Regions from separate parts of the Mus musculus genome. Here all the other regions are linked to region 1. The links are chromatin contacts, called in public Hi-C and HiCAR-type maps. All regions are on one chromosome and are shown on one strand. Each heading gives the region's core, a stretch centred on a gene start, on an enhancer-like site or on the middle of the called end of the contact. The rest is flanking DNA. Distances are from core to core; before and after follow the strand shown.

The links. A called contact is a pair of places that touch in the nucleus more often than the background predicts. HiCAR-type assays count read pairs that join an accessible place to other places.
Region 2: a contact with region 1 is called in a HiCAR-type map of astrocytes, with 3 times the contacts expected there. The contact joins the enhancer-like site here to the promoter of Prrxl1 in region 1. A contact is called at or near these places in 3 of 39 promoter capture datasets (embryonic stem cells, hippocampal neurons and stem cell-derived epiblast-like cells), 9 of 484 Hi-C or Micro-C datasets (the G1E-ER4 cell line, cerebral cortex, cortical neurons and 3 more), 5 of 115 datasets of contacts at active chromatin or transcription factors (astrocytes, craniofacial prominence, embryonic forebrain and 2 more) and 1 of 9 other capture datasets (embryonic stem cells).
Region 3: a Hi-C map of cerebral cortex shows a contact between it and region 1, with 3 times the contacts expected there. The contact joins the enhancer-like site here to the promoter of Prrxl1 in region 1. A contact is called at or near these places in 3 of 39 promoter capture datasets (embryonic stem cells, hippocampal neurons and stem cell-derived epiblast-like cells), 9 of 484 Hi-C or Micro-C datasets (the G1E-ER4 cell line, cerebellar granule neurons, cerebral cortex and 4 more), 2 of 115 datasets of contacts at active chromatin or transcription factors (embryonic forebrain and neural tube) and 2 of 9 other capture datasets (embryonic stem cells and embryonic trunk).

Annotation. Positions count from the first base shown.
Region 1 is chr14:32,597,236-32,601,654 of GRCm38.p6, forward strand. Prrxl1 (paired related homeobox protein-like 1) reads left to right here and starts at 2,173. Exons shown (of 7, transcript NM_001347590.1): 1 at 2,173-2,311; 2 at 2,711-2,829. The coding sequence starts at 2,796.
Region 2 is chr14:33,313,797-33,318,215 of GRCm38.p6, forward strand. The region is part of intron 4 of Arhgap22 (Rho GTPase activating protein 22); the gene reads left to right. Among named protein-coding and RNA genes, the nearest start is that of Gm41130, 84 kb to the left of the region's middle. Within about 2 kb of position 2,210, at least 2 of the 459 cell types and tissues checked have an H3K27ac peak or open chromatin away from gene starts, as enhancers often do. A contact at or near this core is called in astrocytes, where this site is marked.
Region 3 is chr14:33,294,650-33,299,068 of GRCm38.p6, forward strand. It overlaps Arhgap22 (Rho GTPase activating protein 22), which reads left to right. Exons shown (of 11, transcript NM_153800.4): 4 at 4,055-4,142. Among named protein-coding and RNA genes, the nearest start is that of Gm41130, 65 kb to the left of the region's middle. Within about 2 kb of position 2,587, at least 29 of the 459 cell types and tissues checked have an H3K27ac peak or open chromatin away from gene starts, as enhancers often do. A contact at or near this core is called in cerebral cortex, cortical neurons, hippocampal neurons and 1 more, where this site is marked.

The DNA.
Region 1 (4,419 bases), core at 923-3,422:
GGGCCAGGAAAGGATTAGGAGTGCCTGGAATCGCTTGCGCTGGCCTCGATGCCCGCGCACTGCAGGACCCCACAGGGGCCCTAGGGACTGGTGGTTTCTGTGGCCAGCAAAAAGTCTGGTAGGGTGGGGACGCTTGCCGCTGTCCAAGGTCCTGATCCCTCCGCTGATTCGGGGAGACGTTCAGACATCCAGACCAGCCTGCTCAGACCCCGCGACAGATCAGGGTTTCACATAAATCCTTACGTCTCGATGTCAGCCACAGGGAACTGATAGAAGCTTGGATGTCTCTGTTTTCTGGGGCCAACGCGGCAGTCGGTACTAGGTTGCTGGGGCCGAGGCTCCCGCGGATAATGCAAGTGCGCGCTGAGCGGAGCTGGCGGGGAACCCTTCCTCTTACTTAGCTTCCCCAGCGCTCGACTCCCAGAGTGCGCAAGGCGCCCGGGGAAGCTGAAGCTCAGGGCAGGAGAGCATCGGAGAGGGCTTTCGGCAGACTCCGGCGCTCAGAGGGCCCTCGGCTCCTGGAACCAGTTGCAGAGAGCGGGATGCTCCCTGAGCCGGACCTGGAGGGAAGCCGGACCCGCGAGTTCGTCGTGGCCTGGGACCGAGAAAGGGTCTGCTCCGGGCCTCGAAGCTGTGTACTGGCCGGGTGGTCGCGCCATCCACCGCACGGGGCGGCTTGGCTCGCCGACGTTCTCCACTCGGGCCCGCCGCTTGGTCTTGCGGGAGTCTGTGGCCCTGGAGGAGAGCTGGCGCGGCGGGTCTGTTCGCTCCGAGCCGAGCAGTCATTTTCCAGCCTCTTCTTGCTCCCAGCAGGGCCGATTCCGGCCGGGAGCGGCTGAGCCTAGAAAGGGCCGCTTGAGTGCAAGAGGCCCAGCCCAGCCTTGAGTCCGCCGGAGCGGTGCCGCGTTTCTTCCTGGCTGTTTTCCCAGGGGTGTCCACTGGCCGGCCAGAGCCTCAGCACTCAGTTCTCCAGCTCCGCGCTACTTGCCCCGGTCGCTGGTCCACGAGTGGGCCCGCCAGGCCTTTTGTTTCCAAAGCTCTGTGTCTTTAAGATCAAGGGTGGATCTCAGGCCGGGCAGGGACCCGACCCACCACTCCGCCAAGGCTCTCAAACGCAGCATTAGAATGTTTATAAAATATTCAATTTATGTAGTCTGTCCAAGAAGCCATTGTCCCAAAATAAAATCGGCAGTCTAGACGGAACACAGACACCAGAACTTATCAACAGTTGTCTGATTCGCATCTTCTGATGCATCTTGAGTGGGTCATAATACCAACTTTATTTTCAGTGGTGCATAAATTAATTACACGCATTTAATAACCAAAATATCATTATATTCCCCCTTTAATATCATAAAGGCTTTCCGCCAGGGAAGCACTTAATAGTGCAGGGGGCCGTAACGGGCTATTATCCTGGTGTAATGCTATTACAGAACCAATTATGCGCCATTAGACTTGCTTTTTTTGCAGTTTATGTGATTTGATCCAATCCCGCGCCCCTGACTTGAAAATTTCAACCCGGTACTTTAGAGTTTAATTTTCACCCAGGCAGAGAGAAGGGCGGTCTCTCTCCGCTGAGTGTCTGCCTCGGATGCATTTTAAAAGTAATTGCGAAGGGTCCCACTGCATATCATTTGCAGGGAGAAGCGAACATAAATTCAGGGACCCCTTGCTGAGAACAAAATCAAACTTTCCTTTTGTACGATCGCTTGGAAAGGGAAGCCGTGTGCAAAGAGTACCCCCAAAACCCATCCGGCGGCGACAATTAGCAGCGCTTTGGTAATTTTGCAGTCCTGGAGTCTCCAGGCCTCTGACAAGGGCGAGCCCAAATCCAATCTCACTCAGAGAAAGAAGGGTTGAGACTGAGGGGGCCCAGAGGGCTGGGGTTGGGGTGAGTGTTTAAAACATAATCTCTTTTGGGTGGGGGATGATATTGGTAGCTGTTGTTTTTATCTTCGTTTAAAAGAAAAAAAGGGAAAAACATTCCTGATGTTTGCTGAGAAGTGACGGATTTTTTTTTTTTTTTACACCACGTGGGCCATTTGTAAGGCCCAATAGACCTATCCAAGTTACTCGCTGTAGACAGCGCTGGAAATAATCAGATTAAGGCCAATTATGCGTGAGATTATAAAGGCGAGTGCTGAGCGGCGGCGCGCGCTGTAGACAGACAGCAAGACATCTGGCCACTTCCCCAGTCACTTCTCTGGTCCTGCGGGCGCCAGCAGCGCCAAGCCCCGCCCGCCGCCAGCCGAGCCCCGCGTGCGGACTAGAGGCGAGCGCACTCCGGCCTTCTCGCCCGCCTCCCGCAGAGGTAGGCAGGGTTCCCGTGCTGCTCCCCCGGCTCCCTGCGCTGGGCCTTGGGACTTCACCGGCTTTTGGCCCGAGCTGCTGCGCTTGCAGATGGCCTTGCGCGATCGCCGGACCCAGCTGCGGTGGCCAAGTGCAGGGCTTGTGGTTGGGACCCCTGAGAACCAGGAGCCAGACTGTGCCCAGCTTGGTGAGGGCGCGGTTGTCCAGCAGCAGGACCTATGCCGAAGGCTGACCGTAGGGTCGTGGCTTGGGAAGGGAGGTGCAACCACTTCTCCCACCATCCCCGCGGTGGCCCCAGGGGACCAAGGGCTTCGGGAAGGGCTTAGTAGGAGGAGCACTCCCTGTGATCCTCGGGGTGTGCGGGCAGGAGACTCAGGCTCTATTGCTGTTTGCTTTGCAGCCAGGCCGGAGCCACGCACAGGCACAAGTCTGCCAGGCCGCTACCAGCCCTGGTCCAGCCATCAGGGCCCATCCGACCGTCGGCGATGTTTTATTTCCACTGTCCGCCACAGCTAGAGGGTGAGTAAGCGCCGCTTTCCCGGGCTGTTTGGCCAGGCCAAGCTAGCCAAAAGGGCCGGGCCACAAAAGGGTTGATAAGTATTGGGGTCTTCGCCCCACAAGGTGGCAGCCTCTTGGCAGGGTTTAGGGGTACCCTTAGCCCCCCCCTACATCCAGCTCCATCCCTCCGCCCTGGTGCCACCTGCCTCCCACCTCCCTCTCCGCCTGGGTCGCGCTGCCCCGGGCTATGGGTGCCTCAGGGACGCCTGGTCCTCCCAGCACAGATGCTGGTGTCACGCCTCTAATCGGGGCTCCTCCGCCCAGGGGGCCCGCATCAATCTTTCACGGTGTTTTGCTAACATCCCAGAAAACCAAAGCAAGTTGAACTGCCCTCTGAGTCCTGGGCTCCACTACGTGTCAGGAAGGGCCTACTCTCACCCTGGGCGTTGGCAAGAGTGCTCCGGGATCGCACACGAAATTCTGGACAACTTAAAGTCAGTTTCTAGCGGCAAAGCTGTCCCTGGATGCAAGCTCCCTGATAGTTACCTGTCAGGAGTGTCCAGGAATAGTTTCATCTCAGCGATTTACTGAATTTCTGACTACAAATGACCAGCTCGTCAGCCCCCAGGACCAGGGTCTGGTTGTTTAAGGTCTCTAGACCTTAGGGGGGAAATGCCTTTCCCTATTCCTGGTGTGTTTTCTTCTCCCAGTTGTTAAGTGGGGCAGGGGTAGTGAGAAGTGAGAGAAGCTTGCATCCCTGGGTGTCTCTAACCAGGGCCTGGGAACCAAAGGGTGAGTTCTTCCTGGCAGTGATCTGTAGCGTCAGGTGTACATACTCCCCCCCCCCTCGCTCCCCCCCCCCCCCCCCCGTGCTTGTGCTGTGGTTTGGAGGAGACACTCAAAGGTTTATAATTCCGGGACACTTGTCCACCTTGCTGTAGGTTGCCTTGAGCAGTCTTCAGTCTCAGCCACGATTTGGGAAAGTTTGTTTTCATTTTCTATATACAAGCCCTTAAGAGTCCAGCAGAGTTTGCTAAAGGAAGCTAGCTAGTGGGGAGAAGCAGTTAAGCTCTGTATGCCTGCTTTTCAACACCAGGCAGAACCCAGGCAGGGAGGCTTTAGGGCAGTCAGAAAGGAGCGGTCACTTACAACTGTACCCCAGGCCTGAAGGAGACCCTACTGGTGTGTCGTGGGTAGTAGCTGTGCACTGTTGACTTCAAGCTCAGCACTTTTGTCAAGTGGGAAAGGAGGAGATTTGGGCACTTGGCAAGTTGTCTATATTCTGGGCGACCTAAGAAGAAACCTTTCCTGTTTATAAGGATGGGCTGCAGCAGTGACTTAGAGACTGCCCTATCCCAGGATCTCTCTGACTTGCCTACTGCTCTCAGCTTATTTACGGGCAGTGGGGAGACAGTTCACATTTGCTACTTGTGCTCTGTGTGGGCCCTACCTTGGCGATTACTCTGGTTGATGTGACCAGGAGAGGGTGGCTTCAAGCACCTGTCATTCTTTTCTAGATATACACCTGTGCCGGTTTCTCAGGAGGGGAATTTATGTCTTGGTCAGTGTTACAAGGGCAGGATGATGCTCTGAAGCTGGGAAAGTTGAGGA
Region 2 (4,419 bases), core at 960-3,459, 720 kb after region 1:
CGCGCTGAATCGTTGCCCTGGTCTTTTATTCTTCCACCACTAGGTGGCAGTAGGGAGCACAATGCACGGTCAGGGTGGGAGGGAGGTTGTTTTTTCCCAGCCCTACCCTCCTCTCTCCTCCCTCTTCCCTCCTTCCTCTTTTACTATCTCCACTGTTCTGCCAAGAAAGCAAAGGGTAGTGGGCCAGCCTCTGTCAGCACTCACAGCCCTCTCAGGGTCTTCTGTTTCAGTCCGTCTCCCGGTAAAGAGACAACTGGATTTTAACTTTGGCATCAACTTAGGTCTTGGCATAGTGGTTTCAAACCAAAGGCTTTACACCGGTGCTCACCTGAACTAGAATCATCACTAACAGCACTGGTCCCTAAAATCTCCTGAGGGCCTCCCTGAGCAAAGGTCTCCAGAAAGGGACACTGAGGTCCCAAAAGGAACCTGAATTCCGAGTGCCTTCTCGGAGCAGTACTATTCCTTCCCTCCTCGCAGTGACTCATAAGGAATGGCGACCTGAGCAGGAAAGAGTCCCTAGGGGATAACACCAGGCAGGTTGGGGGCGGGGCACTTGCTACAGCACTGCATACCAGCCACCTTGAAAATGGGCTCAGTGCCCTGCCCTGGCGATGGCCTGCTATAAACTGGCCTAGTGTTTCCCCATCAGTGACCTATGGTAGGTAGATAAGGTACCAACTCCAGGGCTTGCCCGTGGCAGAGACTCTCATGGTTATCAAGCCCTCCTGTAGCATCCTCAGCAAGGCATCCCAGTTTGCAGTACTGGGACCCTGGTAAGTGGTTCTGACACTAGGCAGGGCTCCTTCACAATGAAGGGTCTCATCTCTGGTGTCTGTCCTGGCAGGGCTGCTGTAGCCTGGAAAGTTCCGCGTGTCCTGTGGACTACAAAAGCATCGTCTTCCCTCTAAATGCAGACACATGCTGTTAGGGTGGTCTCCGTCCACGAAGCCTGAGCTGGGGGTCACGGGGACTAAACTGAGCAGGGAATATCAGTCCCTTGACCACTTTGTGACCCACTTATAAATCAGGGTTATAATAGGGTTCTTGTGGGGACTGATGGGTTCGCATATGCAGAAATCTCAGAATAGTACCGGCACACAGTAGGTGCTCATTACCTGTCACTTTGCTTACTGAAACACACAGGCCACTACGTGAATGCTGTGCAGACCACCTCTCATTTGTCTAGTACATGGAAATGCAGCCAGACCTACAGAGACATACTGTGTGCTGAGGCTAAACCCATCTGTGGCTGTAAGCAAGCACCCTCTCGGCAGCGACTGTGGCAGCAGCTGTGGCTGAAGCCACCTGCGTTTTCCCAAACTGTATTTGTCCTAGGAGTCGGGAAGGAAAGAGAAATGCAGAAATAGGAGGTGGGGGCAGAAGTGGGTGAGGGTGAGACTTACGGAAAGGACAATGGGCTTTGTAAAAATTTCTCTCTTGGCAGTCTGGCCAACTTCAGTGGCTTCAGGCCACCGGAACAGCAAAAAAATGTACCCCAGGAATTTCTCTGCAACCGTTGTTCCCCTTGTCTTTCTCTGTGGGAATTCAGAGCTGCAAGACATTCCTCCCATAACCATTGTCCACTGCAACTGAAGAGCCCTTGGTTGGGGCTGGTGAGCCTAGCTGGCCCAGCTCCTCCACCACCCTGCCCCCACATCTCGGACCTGGGAGTGGACTCTACAGATGTGCCAATAACTGTCCTCCTCTGGCAGAGCTCGGAGCCTGCTCTCAGGGTCTGTCTGCCCCACTCTGACAGGCCTACCCCTCTCCAGAGCTGGCCTCCCCACCCCACCCCCACCCCCACTGCCACCCCATCCCAGACAATCTTCACAGCTTCTTCTCTCTGCATAGTCATCAGCAGTAGATGGACATGTTGCATAGAATTCCCATCATCTTGGAGACGGGAATTTTTTTTCTCTCCAGCCAAGTGCTTCTTGATTTAAGAGGAAACAATTTTCCAAATGCTCTACCATTCTTTTAAAGTACCGTGAAGCTTAATGAGTCTCTGCTGCCTCACTGTTCTGCAGTGTGAGCACGCTGGACAAGACATTGCTTCCTGCTCTCGCTGGTATCACTAGGGGGATGTGCATCCAGGCAGCCTCACTCTCAGGCATGTGAGTTGTTCTGATGCAGTTCTCCATGTGGCCTGTCCAGAGCAAGGCTGGGCTTCTTGCGCTGTGATGGTTTCAGCCCAGTTACACTGCTCACAAGGGATGGTATCCCAGAACTGGGCACCAGAGGGCTCTTCTTTAAGCAGGCTGTGGCAGCCCAAATGCAAAGAGTTAGACTTGAGACCCAGGGGCCACCCAGTCAGCACACTGTCCTTCTTTGATGCTATCTATGCCTTTCTGAGCTGCTGTATCTGGGCCCCTGCACCACTTACCTGCTTTATACTATTGCTTCCCCAATTCTCCCTGCCCTGATCTCCCCTGGCTCGACTCCAGCACCAGGCTAAGCTGTGGGAGACACAGGTCACATTACACTCATACCTGGATACCCTGCTATGGCTCCCCACCCCAAGGCAGACTAAAGCTTCTTCAGGAAGAATCCTCTACCCACTTCAGGATCACTCCAGTATCCCCAGGGTCTATTCTCTTCGTCTATAGAGCTGTCTATCTTAGTTAGGGTTTCTTCCATGAAGAGACACCATGACCAAGACAACTCTTATAAATCACGACATTTAATTGGCACTGGCTCACAGGTTCAGTCTATTATCATCAAGGTGGGAACACGGCAGCACCTGGACAGGAATGATGCAGGAGGATCTGGGAGTTCTACATCTTGTTCCGAAGGCAAACAGGAGAAGACTGGCTTCCAGGCAGCTAGGACGAGGATCTTAAAGGCCATGCTCACAGTGACACACTCCATCTAACAAGGCCACACCTCCTAATAGTGCCACTCCCTGGGCCAAGCATATTCAAACCATCACACAGTCTTTGTCTGCTCTTGGCAGAATAAGATCTCTTATACCTTTAGCCCACATCCTGGTACTCCTGGAGCTCAGCTCATGGGCATATTTATCAGAGTTTGGCTACATTGGCCCACTGTTGGTACATGAAGAAAGGAGAAGGAGGGAAGGGTAATCATAGTGTACCCCCCACAATCCTAGCTGGGGTGCCTGTGCCCTGTGGCGTGTATGGGGGCCCCCTCCGCACCCCCAGCCCAGAGAGGATTGAGTCTAGAGCCCTACCAATTTAAATGGTCCTGATACTGGCTCATTTCCAGAGAGTTTAGGATCACACACAATTTGGGGTGCAAAGCTATGTTTAGGAAACTGTATTTTAAACCAAATTCTGTGCTTAGTATATAATATTTTTCCATTGTAGCCTAAGACCCTGGGCCAAATTTAGGAAATACCATCCACCCATCCATCTGTCCATCCGTCCATCTTTTTAACTAACCATTGACCAACATACATTCATCTGTTCACTTCCATTCACATCCCTTTAGCCATCCATCCACCTATTAATTCATCCATTTACCTCCCCACTTATTCTTCTAGCCAATAGTCAGGCTCTACCCACCCAACCTTCTATTCAATTATTTTTCCATCCATCCAGCCACCCTCTCACTCATCTATTCAATCAGCTATCCATTAATTCACCTATCTGCATGTCCATCTGCTTATCCGTTAATCTACCCCCACCTATCCACACACCTATCTGACCATTAACCCACTAATCCATCCATTACTCTTCCTCCACCAACCTTTTCACACATCCATTCATCCACCTGCTTGGCTGGTCACCTCTTTCTCAACTCCCTGACTATAAGCAAGTCTGCAAGTCTCTTCACCTTCTCAAATTTCAATTCTTTTTTCTTCTGTAAATGGAATACTATAGCAGGTGCCTAGTGGGGTTGTTTTATAGTTAACAAATATTAACATCTGTGAATTGCACATAGTAGGAAGTATCTACTGAATGCTATTTTCCTTTTCACTCAAGGATATCATACAACAGGAAAACTATAAAAACCACAATATATAACCAGGAATTAAAGGGTTTGAAACCAAAGGCAGAAATGATAGAAGCTCCTGACTTCCTATTTGTCTGCCCAACTGCCTAGGAGCTAGTATTTAAAACCACTTTGAAAAGTAGAGTGTCCCAAAATATATTTGAACGGTTCAACTGGGACGCCGACTCTCAGTTATAGGCTCATTCGAACGATGCGGCTTTGCCACTTCCTCTTAGAAAGATAAACAAGAGACCTCCAATGGCCACTATGATGTTTTCTTTTAAATCCTGCTTCCCAAATGTAGGACTTGGCTGTTGAACAACTCCCCCAGGGGCTTGCTCCCCCTCGGATGCTCTCCCTGAATGCTGGGAGCTCCAGCCTGGAATTCCTGGGGCCTCATTAAGCTGTCTGTGACGAAGTGATCTTGCCTAGTGCTAACTGTATAAGTGACTTGGCAGCAAC
Region 3 (4,419 bases), core at 1,337-3,836, 700 kb after region 1:
CATTGTGAGGGAACACGATAAGAAGTGAGCCTTGTCAATAAACCACTCCCCTTTGGTCTCTCCTTCATGGTAGCATTGTTTGTTGAAAGCCTGTGGGCACACAGCAAGAACACATAAGCTCTAGGGCCCTTCCTCCTTTCCCTAGTTCTAAACTAATCATGGGCATTGGCTGTTGGAAGATCTGCTCTGGGGCTTCCATTTAATACATCCTATAGATGATGAATTTGGGGAGAGGGGTTGAAACAGGGTCTGTCTATGTATTTTTAACTGTCTGGAACTCACGTAGACCAAACTGGCCTTAAACTAACAGATATTTGCCTGCCTCTACTTAGCAAATAATAGGATTAAAGGCATGTACCACCACCCCCAGCTAGATGATAGAGTTTTAAGTAAGCATTTTAATTTGCTGCTGTCAATAAAATATACTCTCACACAAAAGCAGGCTCGCCCTACCCACTTCCCAGAGCTCTGCTCTCCGTGTGCAGTTTCTAGAACTGGTCGGGCATTCTGGGTTCTCTGGCAAGATGTGCCAAGTCAGCTACAGCCTGTAGGAATGAGCTCAGACATGCAGGCTGAGAAAAACCTCCTGACAACCAATGTGCTCATGATAAGTTCAGACCCAGGGAAAGGATGAAGGGCCATGGAGCTTGTGTACTCTCTCTGTGTGCCCACAAGGCTTTCAACAAGGGATGCCACTCTAGTGCAGATCATGAGCTTCCAGAGCCCAAGCCCCACACTATTTTAAGAAGGCCAGTGGGGCCTTGCTAATGCTCATTAGAACACTCCCTCCTCCCCCGGAATATACCAAAAACTTTATGGTTGGGGCATTATCTGAGAGGTTAGAAATGGATACTCATTGTTCCTGTGACTTGCATGCCTAGGGCACAGAATTTCAACCGAAGTCCATATCGTCTCTCTAGAGTAGATCACGACCCATTGCCTTGCCACAGTGGGTCAGGGAGTTATTCTACAGGGGAGCAAATTTAAGTAAGGACTAAACTCATAGGAAAGGTACACACCCTTTCCTACTCTAGAGCAGCAGGTCTCAGAGTATTTCTGGGGCCACCAACATCAGCAAATTAAGCAGAAATACAGATCCAGCTACTTTCTACAAAGCCGTGGAATTCAAAACTCCAGGGTGGAGTCCCGTGCTACTCTGAACAGGCAGGCCTGTGGTGCACAATTGATTCACCCAGACCCTCAGTTAAATGAATCGTAGTGAAAGCAAAGGTGAGAATTCAGCTCTCATCTGCACCCCTTCTCATCTGGCTGCATTGACTGTGCCCGGTATTCTGAGATGATCACAAGAGGCAAATGCTAGAGTGAGTCTCGTCCCAACCCCACGTTCAGTGACATCATGAAAATGGCCATGAAGGAAAGAAACCTGTGTCCTACAGAGGACGGCAAACATGTAAGCTGGGTGTTTTGTCTTCTGTATTGTAAGACTACACAAGCAAGCCCTCTGTGTTCAACAAGCTCTGCGGTAGCTTGGGAGACAAGGTCAAGGTTGTTATAGGAATTCTTCTTTGTTAGACTCCTTACAGACACATTCACCATAGTGTTAACACACACCACACCACCGAACAGGAGAGCAGACTTCTTGGGACCACCACAACCTGCCCTACTCCAGTACCCTCAGATCAAAGCTTCAGTCCTAACCTTGGGGAGGCTCGGGGTATTGGGTGAAGCCACAGGTTTGGTGTCAAGGTCCCTTGCAGTGACAGGGCCACACAGGGATTAGGTGGAGGTACAAAGGGACTTATAGACCCCAAAATCCCCATCTGGCTCTCCCGCAGCAGCTTCTTGGAAGCTGGCTGAGTTGTTGGGAAGCTGCTGTCACAATGGGGAGCAGGATGGGAAGTGACAGCTCAAATCCCAGGTGGTAGCAGAGATGGGACTCTGCCCTTTGCCTCCCCCAACACCATCCTCTAGTGCAGCGAGGTATCAATAGCAGCACCTGCCCCGCAGAGCTTCTAGTCAATCATGTAGGCTAAGAGCCAGGAACATAGGACCATTTCCCACAACAGAAGCTATTTCTGCTTTTCCCTCTAGCCTCCATAAAGAGTGATGTCAGTGATGATACTGCTACTCCCATTGTGCGGATGACAGTTCCTGAAGCAGAGGGGAAACGCACAGCAATGTACCCCATCGCAGTGTCAGTTACGGAACGGAAACAGCATGTGCCGAGACCCAGTGATGGACCTCGCCCACGCCCTCTAATGAGCACGTTCTCCCATCCTGGGGCTGCTGTCCTAATTTATTCCCTGTAGCTCCAGGCTCCCTAGCAAGAATGCAACCAGTAATTCAGTTACAGCAATTACCAGCTGGATCCCTGGCTTACTGCTATAATTTCCCTAGAGCCAGCCTCTGTGGGTACAGATACCAGTCCGCCTTGATGTTGCTTAAATGAGAAGAGGCATCTCCATATGCTCCCGAGGCACAGATGCCAGCAGACATAAGGCTCCCATTGCCCTGCTAGAGCCAGAACTTGCCAAAAATGACTTGACTCTTCTTCAGGTTAATGTTCCCCACCCCCAGATTCCTTATCTGCGCAGCAGGATGTAGTCTACTGTGAGGACATTATAGGAATACACTAAAATGGTCCAGGCCCGAGAGTAGAGCGTCTGCTAGCAGGCACAGGAACGGGGGAGGGAAGTGTGGAAGCAGGCGCTGAGCCACCCACCTGGGATGTTTTCCCACCTGGTATGGAGCCCAGATGTAATAGAGAGGTTTGCTTCGCTAACACAGTTCTCAGCTCAGCATGATGGTACACACTTTTAATCATGGGCACTCAGGAGACAGAGGCAGAAAGATCTCTATGAGATTAAGGCCAACGTGGTCTACATGATGAGTTCCAGACCAGCCAGGGTTACATGGGGAAACCATGTCTCAGAACCAAGCACATACAGTTGTTCTCACTATGTGCCAGGACCTATGCTCAGGACATCTCAGATATCCCTCCATTTCTGCTCAGAACAGGAACTCCTAGGATGCACAGGTAGAGCAACTGAGGTACAGAGAAGGGACATGGTTTATCTAAAGCTGAGCCAGGCTTTCACCCTGAAGATCTGACCATGGGAATGGAGTTTAAACTCCACGGGGTTTTCCGTGGAGAGGATAGAGGTGTGAGTAGTCAGGCCACTTAGAGTGTGAGCTAAGCAAAGCTGAGCATGCGTGGCCTTAAGGAAATCCTCCAGATAGTAAGGAGGGCTCTGGCTGGCCTGTGTGTGAGAGAAGCAACACAGCATGCAGGATTTACCAAGCAGGAATCTAGCTTATGGAACTCTCTTACTGTTCCATTATACAGACATATAGACCGAGCTTCATAGAAAGCATCTAAGGGGGTCCTGGAGCCAATACACCGTGGATTCCAAAGGACAGCTGTGCTAGGCACTGTCAAGGCTGTGATGTTGTGCATGTTGGTGACTCCTGTTCTGTAGGTAAAGTGGAAAACCATCAGGCTGGAGATGCAGCTCAGTGGCAGAGCCCATGCCTGGAGAATGAGAGGCCCTGGGTTTGAGCTCCAGCACGGCAGTGATAATCTCCTAATAATTAATCGAATACACAAATAAAACCAAACGAGAAGTGAGTGAAGCCTCATCCTGCCTGACCACAGGGGATTGAACCCGCATAGATCTTGGATGCTGCCTGTCCCACGTGCCGCCTCCAGGGCTCTCCCCTCTTGCTCCACACATGGGATCCTACAGTGAATCTTTGGAATGGGGGGGGGGCAGGGAGGAATAGCAGGAGTACCCAGCTCTGTCCTCCTGGCTCTGGTCTTGTTTTGCCTAGTCTTACACTGGGAGTCCTGGCCCACCCTCTTGCGCCCACCCTTGTTGGAAGAGCCCCTCCCACCCTCCAGCTGAATGTGCAGATGGGGAGGGGGTCCTCTGTGCTTGGTCCTGTGCTGCAGAAAAGACACACATCCTTCTCACTGGCACCCAGCCTGCCTCAGCAGGAGAAGGGCTGGGCCCTGTCCTAGCACCTCCCCCCACTCCGAAGAGCCCTTTCCCAGACAGCTCGGGTTTCTTATTTGTGTTTGTCTCCATTTCAGGGATTTATTTCTCTACAAGGGACACAAGTGACCGAACTTCTTCCAGACCCTGAGGACCCAGGAAAGCACCTGTTTGAGATTACGCCAGGTAAGCCAAAGGGTGCCCGTGTGTGCTGAGATGGTCCCGGTGGCCCCCCATTGGGGCATGACTGTGCTCCTACCCCCAGAATCCTATGTCTTACAGGAGGGCTGATATTGTCCCCAAGCTAAGGCAGAAATGTGGGCAAAGCTAGAACAACTGGGGGAAGAAATTAGAAATTTTAATCTTATTATTTGGATAATTAGTCCTCAGAGAAGAGAAAATGTTGGTTTTTACACTCATGATTCACCCAAGCAAACATACAAAGATGCCATAGGGCAGTGGA